Linked DNA regions of Capra hircus: region 2 is linked to region 1. Evidence: chromatin contacts called from public Hi-C data. All regions are on one chromosome and are shown on one strand. The core of a region is the stretch at or near the end of the contact, and the rest is flanking DNA. Distances in the headings are between cores, read along the strand shown.

What was found. A called contact is a pair of places that touch in the nucleus more often than the background predicts.
Region 2: a contact with region 1 is called in a Hi-C map of blood, with 7 times the contacts expected there. The contact joins the enhancer-like site here to the promoter of FMNL3 in region 1. A contact is called at or near these places in 2 of 5 Hi-C or Micro-C datasets (both in blood).

The regions. Positions count from the first base shown.
Region 1 is chr5:29,800,225-29,805,192 of ARS1.2, forward strand. FMNL3 (formin-like protein 3) reads left to right here and starts at 3,278. Exons shown (of 25, transcript XM_018047825.1): 1 at 3,278-3,668. The coding sequence starts at 3,543.
Region 2 is chr5:29,852,679-29,857,762 of ARS1.2, forward strand. FMNL3 (formin-like protein 3) reads left to right here. Exons shown (of 25, transcript XM_018047825.1): 21 at 51-211; 22 at 511-612; 23 at 973-1,065; 24 at 1,340-1,463; 25 at 2,379-3,271. The coding sequence ends at 2,467. It overlaps PRPF40B (pre-mRNA-processing factor 40 homolog B), which reads right to left. Exons shown (of 26, transcript XM_018047827.1): 23 at 5,000-5,084; 24 at 4,693-4,754; 25 at 4,428-4,571; 26 at 3,772-4,337. The coding sequence ends at 4,245. Among named protein-coding and RNA genes, the nearest start is that of PRPF40B, 22 kb to the right of the region's middle. Within about 2 kb of position 1,528, at least 1 of the 5 cell types and tissues checked has an H3K27ac peak or open chromatin away from gene starts, as enhancers often do.

The DNA.
Region 1 (4,968 bases), core at 2,028-4,527:
CACCTACCAATACGGGGGACATGGGTTCAATCCCTGGTCCAGGAAGATTCCACATGCCTTGGGGCAACTAAGCCTGTGTGCCACAGCTACTGAGCCTGAGCTCTAGAGCCTGGGGCCTCAACTACAAATAATTTTTTTTTTAAGTTTGGGACCAAGAACCCGCACAAGAGTGAATACACTACTGTGTACCATCTTGTCAAGTCTCTCCTTTCTGGTAGATGTTCTATGATATATGACTGATGGATTATTTTCTCTCTTGAATTCTAATTTTTTTTTCTTTGTCTAGTGGAAGTTTTCAGTTGTGTTAAAACTTGCCTGTCCTAGTCTGCTGTGGCAATTGGGAAAGTGTGTTTAGAGTATGGGGGGAGGAGGAGAGGGGATAAGATGTGAGTTAATTGATTTGTCCAACTGACTGGAGGAGGTTGAGGTTTTCCAGAGCTTCAGGGGTTTGCAAAGACAGGGACTTCACTGTTTGGTAAACAACAGAAACCTAACTCAGACTGACCTACAACAAAGCAGAATTTACTAGCTTTAAATAGCATCAATATGCCAATGATTTTTAAATTGATATTGCCAGCCTGGATCTCCGGTCTCACACATACCAGAATGCCTAGTGGCTACCTCAACTTGGATGTCCAATCAGCAAATCAAGCTCAACAAGGCTAAAAACATTGTTCCTGATCTTCCCTTTCTGGCTGTCCCTCACCAAATCTATTCCTCCCACCATCTTTCTCCATTTCAGTCAATGAAAACTCACCCTCCCACTTGCTCAGGTGAAATGCTTTGGCATTAATTTTCAATCACCCTCAACATCCAAACTGTCAAACAATTCTATTGGCTCTTCTTTCAAACCTATTAAAAATCTGATCATTTCTACTTGTGCAACTACAACATTGCTCCAAACCACCATCATCTCTCACCTGTATTATTGTAATAGCCTTCTCACTGGTCTTCCTGCCCATGCCTCTATTCCTTTCATTTTCCATGCAGGAGCCAGAAGATCCTTTAAACCATAAGTTAGATCATGTCACTCTTCTGCTCAAAATCTTCCAATGGCTACTATCTTAATTAGAGAAAAACCAAAGTCCTTGAAACAGTCTACACTATCCTGCACCATATGGCTTCTGGTTACCTTTTTGACTTCATCTGTTTCAGAAAATAATTTAATTAATTTATTTATTTTTGGCTGTGCTGGATCTTCATTCCTTTGTGGGCTTTTCTCTAGTTGTGGTGAGCAGAGGCGACTCTTGTTTCGGAGCACAGTCTCCAGAGTGTTCAAGCTCCAGTGGTTGCAGTTCCCTGGATCTAGAGCACTAGCTTAGTAGTTGTGGTGCACAGGCTTGGTTGCTCCATGGAAAGTGGGATCTTCCCAGACCAGGGATTGAACCTGAGTCTCCTGATTTGCAGGTGGATTCTTTACCACTGAGCCACCAGGGAAGCCCTGATCTCATCTTTTACTACTCTTTCCCTTGCTCATCGCATTCCAGTCACATTGACCTCCTTCCTTTTCCTCTAACACATCAAGCATAGCATGTACTTGACATTTCCTCTGGATCATTCTTCCCCCAGATAGTACTATGACTCAATTCTTCACTTCCCTCAGCTTTTTATCCAAGACCTCACCTTAATAGTGAGGTCTGCTCTGATCGTCCTATTTAAAATTGTAACCCCCTTCACCTCTATTCCATTTCCCTTTTTTTTTTTTTTTTTAAATTTTGGCTGTGCCAAGAGACATGAAATCTTAGTTGTTCCCTGACCAGGGATCAAACCCTCGCCCTCTGTATCGGCAGAGTGGAGTATTAACCACTGGACCACCAATCTCGATTTTATTTTTGTTAACACTGATCACTAACACCTGTACATTTTATTTAGTTTATTGTCCACCTTTTTTCCTACCCAGAAGAGCAAGGAGAGCGAGATGTATGCTTCTATCTTTTTTTTTTTGGGGGGGGGTCATACCACACAGCTTGCAGGATCCCAGTTCTCTGACTAGGGATCGAACCCTGGCCCCTGGCAGTGGACCATCAGGGAATTTCCTGTATACCTTTTTCGGTTTACACATATGTCTTCAATGATCCAAACAGTATCTGACATATAATGAACTTTTCAGTAAATACTTGTTGAATAAATGAATGAAAAGTAAAGGTGATAACTTCAGGCAAGTGAAGTTGCTGGAGTCAAGTTCTCAGCATGTTATTAGAACTCCTTAGTTTTGCTTTCCTCTGCAATGACTTCATTCTCAAACAGGCTTGAGATCTTATGATGATGGCATGACGGCCACCAGCAGCTCCAGATTTACATTCTCACAATCCAGCAGTCTTCCCACTCTGGGAAGACAGTGCCTCTTTCCTGATGATTCCAGTGAAAGCCTTAGAAATGAGTTTTATATTCCGGGTCAAGTGTCAATCCCTACAACAGTCCTAAAGGTAGAGGAAGAAAAAGCCTGGGTCATAGGGACCTCCTGGGACAGGCATGAAATTCCGCTCTACATAGACTCAGAACAGCGGAACGTAAAGTTCCCAAATGGGGTGCTATCACTTGAAGAGGGATATAGGCTCGGCCGGCAGAAACAACAGATGTCCCTCACATAAATGATGACCCACCCAGCACACCTCGGCCAGAACAGCATTGTCCCGCCTCTCCATTTTCACATCCAATCAGATCAACCTCTGAACGTTGGTAAGGTCCTCTCCTCTTAACTGCCTTTTCACCTGTCTCCTCTTAACTGCCTTTTCACCTGTCAGTTACGGTATTTCCCTATCCCTGAATGGTTCAAATATGATCTCCCTTATCTTGACTCTTTAACAGATGTGGTCTCTCTCCCACTTCTGAGCATCCTACTTGTTTCTATTTCTCTTGTAGTTATTTTTTCACACTGTGCCCTATATCTTACTTATTTGTGTACATTATGAGCTGTTGTGGAAAAGGGCCGCTTCCCGCGCCCTAGCCGACACACCTCACGCCCTCAGCAACTGCGGTGATTAGATACGCACCAGTGCCGCCAGGGCGCGCCAAGTGCCAGGCGCGAGGCCTCCGGGAGCGAGTGGGGGGAAGGGGGGGCCAGGAGGCGCTGTGATTGGCAGTTGCTGCAGTCAATCGGGCGCAGGCGGGGGCGGGGCGGGGCGTGGCGCCAGGGAGGCCCGTGGGCGAGAGGCGGGGTCTGCATGAATGGGGCGCGCGGCGCGCGGCTGCAGTCGGAGCTCGGGGGGGAAGCAAGAGTCCCGGCCCGGAGTGGGTGGGAGGAAGCGAAGTGTTGGGGGGAGGGAAAGAGCGCGGGGGGCGGGGAGGGGCAGCGCCGGGGCGGCGCGCTGAGAGCGGCGAGGCGGCGGGTGTGAGTGAGAGCCGTGGCCGCGGTGCCTGTCGCTGCGGTGCCGCTGTCCGCTGCACCGCCTCCTGTCGGACCCCGAGGAGCCCCCGACCCGGCGGAGGAGTAGGGACTGGGGTAGCTGGCACTGAGGGAAGAGCTGGGTCCTAGCGGCCGAGCCCAGGACCCCCGGGCGTGGAGGTGGGGGGGCTGAGGCCCCCGAGGGGGCCCCGCCGCGATGGGCAACCTGGAGAGCGCCGAGGGGGGCCCGGGCGAGCCCCCCTCTGTCTCGCTCCTGCCGCCGCCTGGCAAGATGCCGATGCCGGAGCCCTGTGAGCTGGAAGAGAGGTTCGCCTTGGTGCTGGTGAGAGCCGATCCTGTCCCTTCCCCCTCCTACCGCTCCCCCCAACCCCCACGCCCCGATCTCAGCGCCCCGGGTGGGACTTTGCCCGGATTCCTCGGTCCGGCCCACCCCTTCAGTAAGGGCCCCCGATGGCCCTCGACTACCAGCGCCTTCTCAGGCGCTGAGCAGCCCCGTCTGGGACCTCCCGAGCGAACCCTCTACCTCTGGACACTTAGGAGGAGGGGTCCCTAACCCGGGACCGCCCCAGTATCCAGAGTTCTTCCTCTTCCCTCCCTCTTCTGCCGCCCTTCGCACTTCTCCCCACTTCCTTGACAGTCTCCCCAGATCCCTGGGATTCTCATTTCTAAAACTTTGGCGGGAGAGGGAGAATTCAGAAGCTCCGGGCCGGCCCATTCCTCATCCTCAGTCCGGATTCTCTGACTGGGGAGACCGCCTCTCTTGTTAACATGGAGGCTTTCCAGGGAGTGGGTCCTACTCCCAGCCCAGACCAGATGTTTAGGGGAGAGGAGGGGGAACGGAGGAGGGGCTGGCAGCTCGTGAAGGGGGTGGAATAAAGAGTGATGCCATTCTACTTATTTTCAGAACGGCCTGCAGGCATCCTGCAAAGTTAAAGTGGGTTTGCCTAAAAGGACTGAACATGTGGATAAACCATTTCATTAGTGTATTTTTCCAATTGAAACAATACACAAACCATCCTGCCTCCCCCACAACCCCCCCTTTTTATGTTAAGCCCTGGTGGTTGGTTTTTGTTTTGTGCCTGTTCTTTTTAGTCTTTCTGTAGGTTCCTAAGTGATCTGTATAAGTGAGGTTTTAGGGCTGACTTTGGGACCCTCCTTTGATGTGGGGATTGGACATTGATGTTAATGGCTGTCTGGAACCAGAAGATCTGATCGATATCACTGAGATGGAGACAGAGAATATGTTGGAGCTAAAAATGAAATTTTGGAGAAAGTGAACTAGGTGATGGAACATTTGCTAACAGAGGTAAATCTTAGAGAAACTTGGGGAAATAGTTCTCAGTTGCTCCAAGAACTCTCTTAGAGGCAGTGCCAATGTTGCCTTTATTGTTACTATGGCCAGAAAGGCTGACTTTGCCTTTGCCTGTGAGGAGGGATAAGTTGTGGACTTAGCAGCCTTATTGGATTTCATCTGCTTTAGAATAGGCAGATTAGATCTGTTGGCATCAGTGAAGCTGTCTAGAGATCCTGGCCTCTCTAATGGTGGAGAGCCTGACATCAGCCCATTGGCACCGTAGCGGGATCAGAGAGGGTCCACGGGGTTCCAAAGGGAAGCTGGCACC
Region 2 (5,084 bases), core at 278-2,777, 51 kb after region 1:
TCTGCTGCGGGGAGGACTGTAGTCCTCAGTCCGGGCTCTGGTGACCACAGTGTCCCTGGAGAACGTGCTGCTGGACGTGAAGGAGCTGGGCCGGGGCATGGAGCTGATCCGGCGGGAATGCAGCATACATGACAACAGCGTCCTGCGCAACTTCCTTAGCACCAACGAAGGCAAACTGGACAAGCTCCAGCGTGACGCCAAGACGGCCGAGGTGAGCGCAGGGTGGAGGCGCCATGCCCCTCTGGTGGGCGTGGTTCCGGTCCTTGGCTTGGAGAACTTTCGTCAGGCAGCTGGCTGGCTGATTTGGGGGCAGGGGCTGGCACTGTGGGTGGCAGGCAGGTGCCTCTGGAGACACGCACTCGAGGGTGCTCTGGGAGCCCCTTGTTCTTTTCCCTCCCACAGGGGCTGTGGGGGCCACTGTTGCCTCTCCTTGGTCCTGGCTGGTCCCTGGTGGGAGCTGGGCTTCCCCTTCCCCGCCGGGCTGACCCCTTCTGCCCACCCCTTCCCCAGGAAGCCTACAACGCGGTAGTACGCTACTTCGGCGAGAGTCCCAAGACCACACCTCCTTCTGTATTCTTCCCAGTGTTTGTCCGATTCATTCGTTCTTACAAGGTGAGTAGAAGAGAGGTTTTTAAAGAGGAGTCTGGCTCAGAGAAATTGGGTAGGGGTAGAGAGGGCTGGGCTTCAAGTCTGGGCCTTTTTCTTCTCCTCCTCTGAGTCCTGGGAGGGATCGATGGAAGCTGGCCACAGGCCTCTTAGCTGTGAACTGGTGGGCAGGGTGGGGGCCCAGGCCCTTCCTGTCATTGTTTGGGGCAGGAAGTACCCCTCCAGAGGGTGGCCACCTGGGGTTGCTGGTCCCACTGACACCCACTCTCCACCCTCAATGTCAGCTCCTCCCCTCATAACCTGTGTGAACCTCAGCACACACACATACCATCCTTAAACACACACACCATCTTTCATGGTTCTTAGGAAGCAGAACAAGAGAATGAAGCCCGCAAGAAGCAGGAGGAGGTAATGCGGGAGAAGCAGCTGGCTCAGGAAGCCAAGAAACTGGATGCCAAGGTGGGTGGGACCAAGAGCTGGGGCCTGGAGAACAGGGCAGAGGCTTAGGGGGAGGGTGGAGCAGAGAGCTGGAGCCCCAAGACCACCCAGAGGGCCTGATGCTGGAGTCCACGGGCTGGGGAGAGGGTCTATGAGAGGGGACTCCCAGCCATGGGGGTGGGGGTGCTGGTAAGCATAATCCAGGGCACTCCAGGGTCTGAGTGCATCCTGAGCAGGAACCAGCCCCGTGGAGGGTTAGTGCTGACTCCCTTCCCCTTCAAATGCTCGGCCCTAGACCCCATCTCAGCGGAACAAGTGGCAGCAGCAGGAGCTGATTGCAGAGTTGAGGCGGCGCCAAGCCAAGGAGCACCGGCCTGTTTACGAGGGGAAGGATGGTACCATTGAGGACATCATCACAGGTGGGCCCTTTGCCCTCCCTGGTGCCTGGCCACTGAGTGGCTCCCACACCCCTCCCATAGCCCTTTGGGCCTCCTCCCACCCCACCCCCATGGGGCCTGACCACTGTGTCTCTCTCCTGGGCCACAGTGCTGAAGAGTGTCCCTTTCACGGCCCGTACTGCCAAGCGGGGCTCACGCTTCTTCTGTGATGCAGCCCACCATGATGAGTCAAACTGTTAACCCCCAAGGCTGGGGCCCTTGACAGGTACTGGGCACCATAGCTGCCCTCTGCATGCCCACCTCCCAGCACTCCTGCTGGGACCCACAGGCACCTCCTCTCCTGCATGATTTGGAACCATCCTCTGGCAGCCTCGTGGTGACGGGGGACACATACTTCTTCCCTTGCATGCCCCGTGCTCTGAGAAGCATGACTGATCCCCTGCATGTACCCTCAGGGAAGTGGTGCTCTCCCACTAACGCTGTCCTGGCTTCTACTAAGACCCAAGGGGTAGGGAGCTGCCCAAATAGGCAGGACCAGGTGCCACCTCTGATTACTGAGGCAGAGCAGCTGCAGTCCTGGGCCTGGGTGTCCATTGTCCTTGCCTCCTCAAATGAGCTCTGGCAGTGGCTTCTGCCCAGGGACATCAGATGACCCTTGACCTGTTTCCTGATATCCAATCTGCCTGGGGTCTCTTCCCAGGTTCTAGCTGTTGTCGAGTCCACCTTGTTTCTGCCATTCCCTAGTGACCTCTAGTACCCCTGCCTGTTGTTCTGAACATGCAGAGTCCACCCTGACTGTCCACTCCAGCCTCTTTTAATCTCACTCATTAGCCTCACGGCTGGCTCTTTGCTAGACTTGCCTGTGGGCTGGGCCTACAGAAGGTGGGCCTGGCCCAGCTTCCCTGCCTGTTCACAGGCCTCTTGTCTTCCCCACAGGCCTCCACCAGCAGCCCCTCGTCGTTTGCCCTCCAGCCAGGAGTGCTGCACCGCCTGCTGGCCCCCCTCGGGCTCCAGGCCCCCACTGAGACCCTCGGAGTCCTCCAAGTCCAACCAGTGCACCTGAAGCCCTGGAACTGGCCAAGGGCCCAGCAGAGGGCTATGCTGCTCTCAGTCCATCCCAGCTCTCAAAGCTGGAGCTTGCCTGCCGCCTCTGTGGGCACTGGGTCTTTCAGGGCCTGGCACTTCCAGCACTGCACTTTGCTCCCAAGGTCTTCAACTTCATTTCCTCAAGAGCCAGCTCAGGGCTAGAAAAACCATTTCCAGCTTTAAGCTAGGCCTCAGGCACCTAGGCCCGCCGTCACTAGAGCCAGAGGGAAGAGAAGAGAAAGCAATTATCGCTTCTTTTTTCCCTTTACTTTGTGAGTCCCAGTGGTCAGCTGTGATGTAGGAGTGTCCAAGCTTAGCGAGCCCTGGACCCTGCCAGCCTCAGATCTCCTTCTACTAGGAGCAAGGCTCTCCTAAGCCTGGGCCCGCCCAGCTGTGCCCTAGTGATAAGGGGAGAGAGCGAATCCACGCTCCCTGCCCGTGGCCCTTTGCAGTCAAGGTTGACTCTCCTTGCCAATGTGAGCAGAGGGGTCGTTTCCTCTTCCCCAACCTGGAGACAGCAAGAGAAAGGAGGTGCCAACAGCATCCTCACTTTTCCCCAGCTAGGTTTTGCTGGCAGGGGGCAGGGTCATGGTGGTCTCAGCTGTTTTCTCCATCCCCTGCCAGTTTCTTCTCAGTACCTGAAGGGAACACAGGGGCCCACTCCTTTTTGTACATGTACCATTTCTTCTTTCTTGTACATAAACCCCAAACCTTCCTTCTCTCAACAAAGGCTTGAAATACCAGGCCTGACTCTGTCTCCTTTTTCTGAGCACAGGGGCTACATTGGCCATTTAGGCTGACCTAAGCCACAGGGGGGCTTCCCTGGTGGTTCAGCGGTAAAGAATCTGCCTGCAATGCAGGAGATGTAGGTTCAGTCCCTGGGTGGGGAAGATGCCCTGGAGAAGGGCATGGCAACCCACTCCAGTATTCTTGCCTGGAGAAGTCCATGGACAGAGGACCCTGGCAGGCTGCAGTCCATAGGGTCGCACAGAATTGGACACGACTGACATGACTAAGCAGCAGCAAGCCACAGAGACAGACAGGAGGCTGGGCCAAGCTGCCATGCTTGGGGGAGGTAACTGCAGAAGCCTGGGCATGGAGAACCTGTTTAGATGGGCTCCAACCTCACAAAGGGAGTCAGGCCACCCATGAGGCACCAGTGCCCCCTGCTGGCCACGTGTGTACCTGTCTGGTCCCCAGCCTGCCCCTGGTACCAAGCCCACGGACAAGACAAAAGAGCCACTGGCCCCGTTATAAATATTGTCATTTAAAAAACAAAACCAAAACAAAACACACATACAGTGGGCCCCAGGGCTGGAGGAAGGAGTGGTAGAGCCCCAGGGCCTCGGGAGGTGGGAGCAGGCCCTGATGCTAGCGGCTAAGGACCCGGCCCTGCCACCCAGGCTGTGTCCACCAGCCTGCCACTTGTTCTGGGAGCCCCTTCTCACATTTTATCCTCTGGCACCACCCGCCCACATGGCCTTCACCACAATCGCTGGTCTGAGACTGAGGGCAAGGACTGCACTAGTTGTCCGGGAAGTTGAGGGGACCCTTGACCACCACAGGCACCTTGGGAGATGCCAGAAATGGTGGGTTGGGGTTGGGGATACTTGAGAAAAGGTGGACACAGACCCAACTAAGGATGAAGTCTGGGGCAGACAGCGAGGGTGAACTCAGCCACAGCCTCACGCAGACCCGAGGCACGGTGGCATCAGGTCACTGGTGGTCGTCCAGCTGCTGCAAGAGCGTCCGCCGCCGTCTTTCCAGCTCACCCTCGCTCAGCTCGCTTTCCGACGTGTCCCAGCCCGTCTGGTGGAGTAAAGGCACAGCTCACCCACGGCTTCCCCGAGGGCCTGCGCAGAGCGCTGACCAGGTGGGGGCCGGGTGCCTGCCTCTCACCTTCTCCTTTTTGATTCCGAAGGCTGGGGAGCGATTAGGGAGCTCTGCCCGCCGGAGGTCCCTGTCCTTGTCCTGTTCTGGTTCTTTCTCATCACTCTCCTTGGCAGCTTTCTCCTCAGGGTCTGTCTCGCTCTCGGGACTGTTCTGTAAGAGCCCAGAGCCCGCCTCCTCAGTTCCTGTGGAGGACGGCCCGGGAGGCGGGTGAAGACATGAAGATATCTCATAAAATAGCAGAGCCTTGGACGCAAGTTCCTTCTCTACGCACCGACTTGTGTCTTCTCTTCTTAGTTTTCTTTTTTGGTTTCTTGGCTTTCCGAAGACCATGATCTGGAGATGGAAAAATCCCCACTAAGTCCCACGGGAAAAGGGAGGCCTCATCCTTTTCTCTGCATTCTTCACAGGCAGGGACCTGTCTGAGGAAGTCTCAGTCCAGTCCTCCTTCCTTCTCTCCGCTTCCCGCCTGGGCAGGGATGGGAAGTTCTTACTCTCTGACAGGTGCAGCCCTGCCCACCACTTCCACCCTTAGGGGTGGGGCTCCCCGAAGGCCTCCCCTCCAGCTCCTAACTACTTACCTGATCCGAGGAGAAGGCGAGAGGAGGGGGAACCCCGTCCTCCAAGGGCAGCACCCCCACTTTCAACAGAATCAAGTGAGGAAGA